3 separate regions of the Mus musculus genome follow, and all the other regions are linked to region 2. A link is a contact called in public HiCAR-type and HiChIP or PLAC-seq data. All regions are on one chromosome and are shown on one strand. Each heading gives the region's core, a stretch centred on a gene start, on an enhancer-like site or on the middle of the called end of the contact. The rest is flanking DNA. Distances are from core to core; before and after follow the strand shown. Region 1 holds the start of Twnk (twinkle mtDNA helicase). Region 2 holds the start of Erlin1 (ER lipid raft associated 1). Region 3 holds the start of 4930414N06Rik (RIKEN cDNA 4930414N06 gene).

What was found. HiCAR-type assays count read pairs that join an accessible place to other places. HiChIP or PLAC-seq counts read pairs in DNA pulled down with a chosen protein or histone mark.
Region 1: a contact with region 2 is called in an H3K4me3 HiChIP or PLAC-seq map of bone marrow-derived macrophages, with 3 times the contacts expected there. The contact joins the promoter of Twnk here to the promoter of Erlin1 in region 2. A contact is called at or near these places in 2 of 115 datasets of contacts at active chromatin or transcription factors (bone marrow-derived macrophages and neural tube) and 2 of 9 other capture datasets (adipose tissue and embryonic stem cells).
Region 3: a contact with region 2 is called in a HiCAR-type map of astrocytes, with 4 times the contacts expected there. The contact joins the promoter of 4930414N06Rik here to the promoter of Erlin1 in region 2. A contact is called at or near these places in 1 of 39 promoter capture datasets (hippocampal neurons), 1 of 115 datasets of contacts at active chromatin or transcription factors (astrocytes) and 2 of 9 other capture datasets (adipose tissue and embryonic stem cells).

The regions. Positions count from the first base shown.
Region 1 is chr19:45,005,273-45,007,972 of GRCm38.p6, forward strand. It overlaps Twnk (twinkle mtDNA helicase), which reads left to right and starts at 1,286. Exons shown (of 5, transcript NM_153796.4): 1 at 1,286-2,700. The coding sequence starts at 1,858. It overlaps Mrpl43 (mitochondrial ribosomal protein L43), which reads right to left and starts at 1,170. Exons shown (of 3, transcript NM_053164.3): 1 at 992-1,170; 2 at 791-897; 3 at 1-668. The coding sequence starts at 1,122. The coding sequence ends at 427.
Region 2 is chr19:44,068,375-44,071,281 of GRCm38.p6, forward strand. Erlin1 (ER lipid raft associated 1) reads right to left here and starts at 1,411. Exons shown (of 12, transcript NM_001164360.1): 1 at 1,317-1,411; 2 at 898-1,021. The coding sequence starts at 1,010.
Region 3 is chr19:44,983,229-44,985,928 of GRCm38.p6, forward strand. 4930414N06Rik (RIKEN cDNA 4930414N06 gene) reads right to left here and starts at 1,322. Exons shown (of 3, transcript NR_040294.1): 1 at 1,247-1,322. It overlaps Slf2 (SMC5-SMC6 complex localization factor 2), which reads left to right. Exons shown (of 20, transcript NM_001081225.2): 20 at 1-558.

The sequences.
Region 1 (2,700 bases), core at 36-2,535, 940 kb after region 2:
TTAAAGGTTATGCACTACCAACGCCAGGCTCATCTTCAACTTCCTAAACTGCACACAAACACGGATATAAGGTGCCTTGCCCAATGCCATACCAGCAAGAGCAACAGGGCATCCCGTGTCCTTCAGAAGACAGCCTCCAGACTCTTTCATGTGTTTTGAAGTCATTATTATTCGTATTTCAGAAAACACGGTCCTTGTACAAGTGTTGTACACTTCTCACATCTCAGCTTGCAAGGAGGCCAATTGAATCAGAATTAGGGTATTCACAAGGTCACTGCACCTAGCTACAAGTGGGCAAAGGAAAAGGTTCTTCTTTATCTCAGGCCACGCCCCGGCTGGTAGGCTCCACCCACCTACTCGGCCTGAGCTTGAAATCCAAAAGAGGAACCAATCCTATCCCTCTCACGGTCCAAAGCGCCTGGTTCTTTACTGTGCTTGCATCGAAGCTGGAGCAGAATCCCGGAGTTCTCTGGGCCGCAGCCCGTGGAGGGCAGTCCGTTTGTTGGTGAAGGGGTGCCACTGGCCCTGGATGCTCGGGTTGTCCGTGTGGAAGGGCTTGCGGATGCGGATCACATCCAAGCCGGACTGGTCTGCCAGCTTCTGCACCAACGACTTGATCTCCTCCACCGACTTGCTGTTGACGTTTTCCTCGCGCACAGCCCCATTAACTGGGAGAGGGACGTGGAGGGGATGAGTGGAAGGCGCCAGGTCGGAAATCAGACAAACAGAACGCAGCGGGCAAGCCGGGATCCCGCGCCGCCCACCCCCGCCCTAGCTCGGCCCCACTCACGGTATTCGGCCACTATTCGTGGCATGGCGCACGGGCGCGGGTTCACGTATACTACGACTCCTGGGTTCCGTCGGGCGAAGTCGGTCACCTCGCGTTCCACGAACTCCCTGCGAGACCCGGCGAAGGTGAGTACGGTGGCCCGAACCCAGCCCCATAGCTCCCCGCCTCCCTTTCCGGCGCTCCCGCTTCCGCGTGCCTCACCTGGCGCCGCGGGACGAGGGCGCATCCCGGCTGAGGCTGAGGCTGAGGCGCTGCAGCTGCTGCACGTAACGCCCTAGCCCATTATGGAGGACGCTGGTCAGAAAGCGGCTCGAAGTCCCGCGACCGGTCATGGCTACGGTTAGAGAGCCAGGACGCGGAGCCGGGGGGCGGGACTAACCGGTGACTTCCGGTTCCGGGGTTGTGGCATGGGCGCCCTGGAGAGTTTTGCTTCCGGAGTCACCGCGAGTAGCGCGTGCGAGCGGGCGACCCACGTTGCGGACAGAACACTAGAAAGGAGAGTGGTGACGCGAAGCTGGGGGCGGGAGCGTGGAGCTTTGAAGTGGAGGGCAGAGCAAGGGAGCCAGTGAGGAAGCCGGGCCGGAGCGCGTGACCTCCAGCAGTGTGGAGAGTGCCTGTGAGCGCTGGGGGCTCGGAGCGCCTGGAGTTGGGGTTCAGACGGGATGCAGAAAGCGGTAGAGATGAGGTTAGCCAGGAGAGTCCGTAGAGGGGTAGTAGACGTGAAGAGATGATACAGAGAAGCCGTTTAGATCGAGGGACCGTAGAAGGATCTAGAAGTGAGCTGGTGGAGAGAAATCCGTAAAGGACCTAGAGATAGGAGAATCCTCAGAGAGAGGCGTAGACGCGAAAGGGCAGTGTAGGTGTGTAGGGATGAAGTAGCAATACACAGGCAACCGAGGGGAGTAAGAACTGTGTTCGTGAAGAAGTTTGAGGAGGGATAAAGAGAAAAGCCAGTAGGAGTGATTTCTGCGAGTGCCTTGTAGAAGGTTTCCTAGGGTCTGGTTTAGTGAAGGCACTGAACCAGACAACAAAAGCTTTTGCAGTAGTGGCGTCCCACTCCATTAGGAATGTGGCTTCTTCTCCGACGTGCATATCCCCTCCGGATCTTGCTGCCACTGCGTGGCGAGTGGGTGGGTAGGAGGGGCCTGCCCAGAAGCTTGGCGCCAGGCCCTCCCCGCAGAAGGTACAGAAAAGAAGCGCTCCCAGCCTTAGAGATGCCAGTGTCGCCGGTGACTACGACTGAAATCCGCCAGTATTTACGTGCACATGGGATCCCCTTCCAGGATGGCCACAGCTGCCTTCGAGCACCAAGTCCCTTTGTGGTGTCCTCAGACATCAAAAATGAGAAAAAGGACGCTCCCACTTCCTTCTGCCTCTTCATTGACAAGACCACAGGACACTTTCTTTGCATGACCAGCCTAGCAGAAGGGAGCTGGGAAGACTTGCAGGCCAGTGTGGAGGGACGAGGGGATGGGGCCAAAGAGGGTGTCCTACTTAGGGAAGGCCCAGAAGCTGAGGTTAGGGAGGAGGTCTTGAGGATCTGGAACCGAGCCATACCTCTTTGGGAGCTTCCAGACCCTGAGGAAGCCCAGCTAGCTCGTGTGATGTTTGGCCTTACCAAGGTGACAGATGACACACTCAGGCGATTCAGTGTCCGCTATCTTCGATCTGCTCGAAGTCTGGTCTTCCCTTGGTTCACCCCTGGGAGCTCAGGATTACGTGGCCTGAAGCTACTAGGGGCTGAGGGTCAGGAAAATGGAGTACAGTATGTAGAGACCACCATCCCCCGGCCTGGTGTCTATCACAACCTATTTGGATTACCACTGATCAGCCGGAGAGATACTGAGGTGGTTGTGACAAGTCGTGAACTGGACAGCCTGGCCTTGAGCCAGTCGACGGGGCTGCCAACC
Region 2 (2,907 bases), core at 161-2,660:
GGTTCATTAGTCATTTTTTTTGGAGTGGTATCTCCGTATGTTCTCTTCGTGGTTTTCCTGTCAGAAGGACAGTGATAAACTGGATGGAAATGTGGTCCAGGCTGGTATTTCTTATGCTAGAACTCCATCTGTTAAGACATACCACCAAAAGTATGTATTTTCTAGGATTCTGGACTGATCTAAAAGTAGAAATACCAGTTTAGGGGGCATGATGGAAATATTCAAAAATCTGCTTGTTTCAGAATAAACCACTATCCCAAGTTGTCCACAAACTGGCTTCTCTTCCCAGCTTATACCACGAGGACCTGGTGGGAAGTTAGACTTGATTTATGCCAAATCAGGTGGATGGCAACTGAGTCCACACTCTTTTTCACCTTGACTTGAAAAAAAAAAAGTGAGAAAAGTGGCCTGCAAATGTGGTTTTTGTCTCTTGGCCTTTAGGGATATATGACATTGCTCTGGTCATGAAGACTTTGGGGGACATAACCAGACAATGGGAGATTTTTTAATGAAGAAGAAAAAACCCAACTTAGTGTTGGGGAGAACTGTCTTTATGTAAGACAGAGATCCGGAAAAAATCCACAGCGGCAAACTAAACACCTGTGCAGTTGTGCGGACTATGAGAAGTCATCTCGGTTGCAGTGACTACTTCCGTGCCCCCTAAGGTGTCTTCAATTCTGTACAGAACGAACTTGGCACTAAACTGCCCCGACAACGGAAAAGTGCCCCGCCAAAGGTTAACTCCCGGCAGCTGGGATGAAACCACTTCCCAGGCAGGGCTGGAAGCAGCTCCCCTGACGCCGCGGAAAAGAGCAACTTCCCAGACTTCGCTGTGACCCATTGGACCCTTCCACTGTGCTTCTAGAACCATCGCGGGCTGCACAGGGCGGCGCTCACCTGTAGTACACGGCCAAGTGTCCCTCTTCGATCTTGTGGATGGAGGCGTACAGGAGGATCGCCACCAACCCCACCACTGCAGCCACCAGAAGCCGGGCTTGAGTCATATTCATCCTTGTTCCTCCTGAGCATGGGGAGAAGAGGAACCTCAGTCCGTTGAGTGACAGGCCAGTCCCCACCCAGGGAAGAGCCCGCGTACGGTCGCGGGCGGCTGAGGCGGGAAGCCCCGCGCTCCGGCCCCGGGCTCTCTCTCTCTCTCTCTCAGCTAAGCGCTCCCCTCGCCAACCCCCTGCGCGGGTGCCCCCGGCTCGGCGTACGTCGTGACACCTCTTCCCCGACTCCCCAAGCGTTAGGTCCCGACTGAGGGCGGCCTTGATCGCAGGCACTCGGAGGACCGCGACCCCCGAGCCTCGCCTCACCGGTCAGTGACGCATCGCCCCCGCCCGCACGTGCAGCCGCCACCCGGCCCCGCCAACTGCTGCCAACAGCCGGCCCCGCCCACCTGCCCGGTACTGCGGCTGCGCGGGGACGCAGGCGACGCAGCCCCCGCCCGCGACTCGCGAGACGGTGCGCGGGCGGGACAAAATTGGCCCCGGGTGCGCGCACAGTGTAGTGATTCTAAGTGCCCAGACGAGGACCAAGTCTCCTGGGGTGGGTCACTCGGACAGACGCTGGTTGAGGCATGCTAGTGCACAGGACCAGCCCCTCAGTGTAGGAGTTGTTCCTGCATCCTTTTGTGGTTCGTCCCTAGTCCAACTGGCAAGCACATTCTCCAGGTACACACCCTGCACTAGGGAAACTACCAGACCAGTCTCAAGGAATCAGGGGTTCGAGTTCAGAAGAGGAAGCTATTCAACCAGAATTAACCATTCAGACTTGGCCTGAATATTTATTTTGTGCCAGAATGCTACACCAGAGTGCTTTCTGAAAGCCACCCAGAAACAGGATCAGAATGATATATGTATGTTGAATGTGGAGGTCGGGATTGTCTTGTAGGCCAAAATGAGTAGTGAACGCTTGAGTTTTCATGACGGCGATAAGGTTGAAAGGAGTTGTATGGCAAGATAGGCTAGAACCAGATTTACAAAGTCTAGGATCCATTTTTCTGCTGATAGAGAAAATGTATGACAAGAAGACAGTGACTTCATTTATGGCTGTTAGGCCTGCATGCATGTCAGTCACTATCTGTGTGCCTGGTGCCCTCAGCAGTCACAAGAGGGCATTGAATCCCGTGGAACCAGAGTTAAAGGCTGTTGTGAACTGCCACATCGGTGCTGGGAATCGACCTTTTTTTTTTTTCACTGTATTTTAACATTCTATACCACGTGGACCTGGTGAGATAGCTCAGTGGGTAGAGGAGTTTGTGAACTCCTGAGGACTTCATTTTCACCCTAGACCTCACACAGAAGTGAAAAGCAGAGAACTGACTCCACAAGTTGTCCTCTGATCTCCACACATAAAGGTCCATGCCCCACACCACACACCAACACACACAATAATTAATAATCATAAAAGGTTTAGGGAATAAACCCACACCATGTGCATGTATTACAAAACAAAAACTAAAAGGAAAGGGTAGAGTTTAGAGATATAGGGACACATGGGAAATAAGGGCATTCTATTTCACTAAGGGCAGAGACAACTAGAAAAGGTTAACAAGGTTGGAAGGATTACCAAACTCCTGTGCAGGAAAATACCAGAAAGCAGTGCTTTTGGGGCATTGTATCTGTAACTGGCTGAGAGTGAAGACAGACAGGAAACTGGGAAACGGATATACAACAGCAAATACAAGGTTATGTATGATGCTAGTAACAAAGAGAATGACAGGCAAGAGAATCAATTCAGGCCTTTGTAAGAGCAAATCTAGCCACACCCCTTCAATACATGCACTAACCTGTATCGTGCATTTGATTTTTATTACCACGGAATGTATGGGACCTTGTTTGTTGCAGACCAATATTACAGTTTAGCTATTTTCATCTCCTCTGGTCCCCTTTGTTGGTATTCTGT
Region 3 (2,700 bases), core at 72-2,571, 910 kb after region 2:
TAATGCAAGTAATAGCTTGCTTCGACTTCACAAAAAAAAAAAAAAAAAGAAAAGTGAAATATATATATATATCCCCAGTAATGATAGATAAGTTACCACCCAGGCTCTGTTTTTTGTTTGTTTGGCTTTTTGTTTTGTTTTGTTTTCTTCCCCTTTCCCCCCAATCAGAACAGACACAGTTGGTGGGGACAGTAATGTGTGGAGTCTTGAAACCAGGAGTGTTTTTCCATTTACAAACTGACTCATCGCCAAGCGGCTGGGTTGGAGAACTTTCTTGGCTTGTCTCTCAGGAGGCAAGGGTCTGCTACAGGTGGTGGGGGCGTGAGTCAGCACAATCCCATCTCGTGGCTATGCCTACTCTATGGTGCAGGCGCACCTCATCTGTGCCTCAGTTTCCCCGGGGCATTCTTGTCAGCCAGTTAATCTACTAGCTCTTAGGCAGTAAATGCAATGTGTTGTGGTTTGGTTTTTTTTTTTCCTTTAAAATTTTATACTGTCTTGTTTAAAGTCTTCTGAATGTATGTGTATGTGTTATTAAAACTTTTTTCTCAGCTTAAACGTGTCTGGCAACTTTTGATTGAGTAGTAGAGGTGGTTGAGTATCTAAAATACCCTGCTTTAAACTTGTTTTTAGGGGGCTGGAGAAATGGCTCAGTGGTTAAAAGCACTGACTGTTCTTCCAAAGGTCCTGAGTTCAAATCCCAGCAACCACATGGTAGCTCACAACCATCGTAATGGGGTCTGATGCCCTCTTCTGGTGTGTCTGAAGACAGCTACAGAGTACTTACATATAATAATAAATCTTAAAAAAACAAACAAACTTGTTTTTAGCTTGATGCCTTCTTTTAATCTGTGGGAAACGGAAACGGGCACAGCTCTCCACAGTTTATGTTTACAAAACCCAATTAATAATGTGCTGTGTGCTTTACAGGCAGGGTTTTTTGTTTTTTGTTTTGGGTTTTTTTTTTTTTTTTTTTTTTTTTTTGGTTTTTGAGGTAGGGTTTCTCTGTATAGCCCTGGCTGTCCTGGAACTAACTCACTTTGTAGACCAGGCTGGCCTCAAACTCAGAAATCCGCCTGCCTCTGCTTCCAAAATGCTGGGATTAAAGGCGTGCGCCACCACTCCTGGATTGCAGTCAGGAATTTAATAATCTCATTCTTAGCTCATCCTGCACATCCGTTTGGCTGCTCTTGCCTACCTACGTGTTAGGGTTTGGTGGTGAACAACACAAAATCATGGCTCTTACCTGATGGTATCGGGGGAAACAGGAGAGGAAGAAATACCCTTCATCTGGGTGTCTCTAAAATTCTAGAACCCAGAATCAAGAAAGGTGATGCCATACAGTGCAGAGCCACTTGTGACCTGGCAGGTGGGTTTATGACATGCCAGCTGTGGAAAGGCTGACACTCATAACAAACCTAGTACCTCATAGAAGGCTTAGGCATAGTTGCCAGGCCCCCAGTGCTGCAGCTGTTTTCTCCTTTAGGGTAAACTAGGTTGGAAAGATGGATGCTGACAGCCCAGGTAGAAGTAGACAGGTGCAAATACTAGGGATAGTCGCGGTGTTTGAGGAAAAGACCTAGGCTTGGCCTCAGGTCCCAAGGTTCACCATACTGGCCATTTGACCTTTGTTGGCATCTGAGTTTCTTCTATTGAAAGGAATAACTCTATTTCATGTTTTGTGAGGATTCACATACATGGCAGTAACTCAGCACAATGCCTGGCATGCAACATGAACAGAACAAAGGGAGGCAAGATGGAGACTAAGATTGTAATCACCTTTATCCCAGCACGGAGGAGGCAGAGGCAGGCAGAGCTCTGAGTTCAAGGACAGCCAGGGCTACATGGAGAAACCCTGTCTCAAAGACAAATTTAATGGAGCTGGAGAAGATCAACAGTTAACTGGAGATTGCTCTTCCAGAGGCTCTGGGTTCAAAGCCCATCACCCATGTGATGGCTAACGAATGTAACTCTAGTTCCAAAGCCTCCTATGCCCTCTTCTAGCCTTTACAGGCAAAACACCCATGCACATAAAATAGTTAATTTTTAAAAGAAAATTGACCAGAAGCAGCCATCTGTGGGTGTGCTTACTTGTAAATCAGGTCTTATCTTCCAACAGTGATAGCTGGAGAGTATTGTACCTTCAGACTCTGGGAACTCTGGATACTTCCCTGTTCCTGCTGCCAAAAATATGTTAAATAAATAAACCATGCATGTTGGCCTGGTGCAATCACTAATACCGATGATCCCAGCACATGGGAGGCAGAGGCAGGAGGATCACAGATTTTGAGGCCATCCTGCACTCAGACACAGTTTTAATCACCCAGCATGCTTGACGGTGGTGGATGGTTTCCCAGCATCTGCAGACATGTTCTGACACTTCCTTCTAGCTAACCAGGCCTGGAAATCAGGAGAAGGCAAACCAGAAGGTCCAGCTTTGGATCTAACTCCAAGACAAGTGGCTAGGATTCTGGAAAACTTTAACTGGCAAAACAGGCTTCTGGGGCACAGTAAGATTACAGCATTGTTGGATAGGTGTCAGTCGCTACTAAGGAAGTACCACGTGGCCAAAAGATCACACTCTCCATAAGGAGAGTGCTGAACAACAATGGCAAAGCAGGAGCAAAGGCCACCACAGTGAACAGGAGACAGGGCATCTTGACTAGGGCAGGTTTCTCATGCCTCAGGGACCTCTATCTG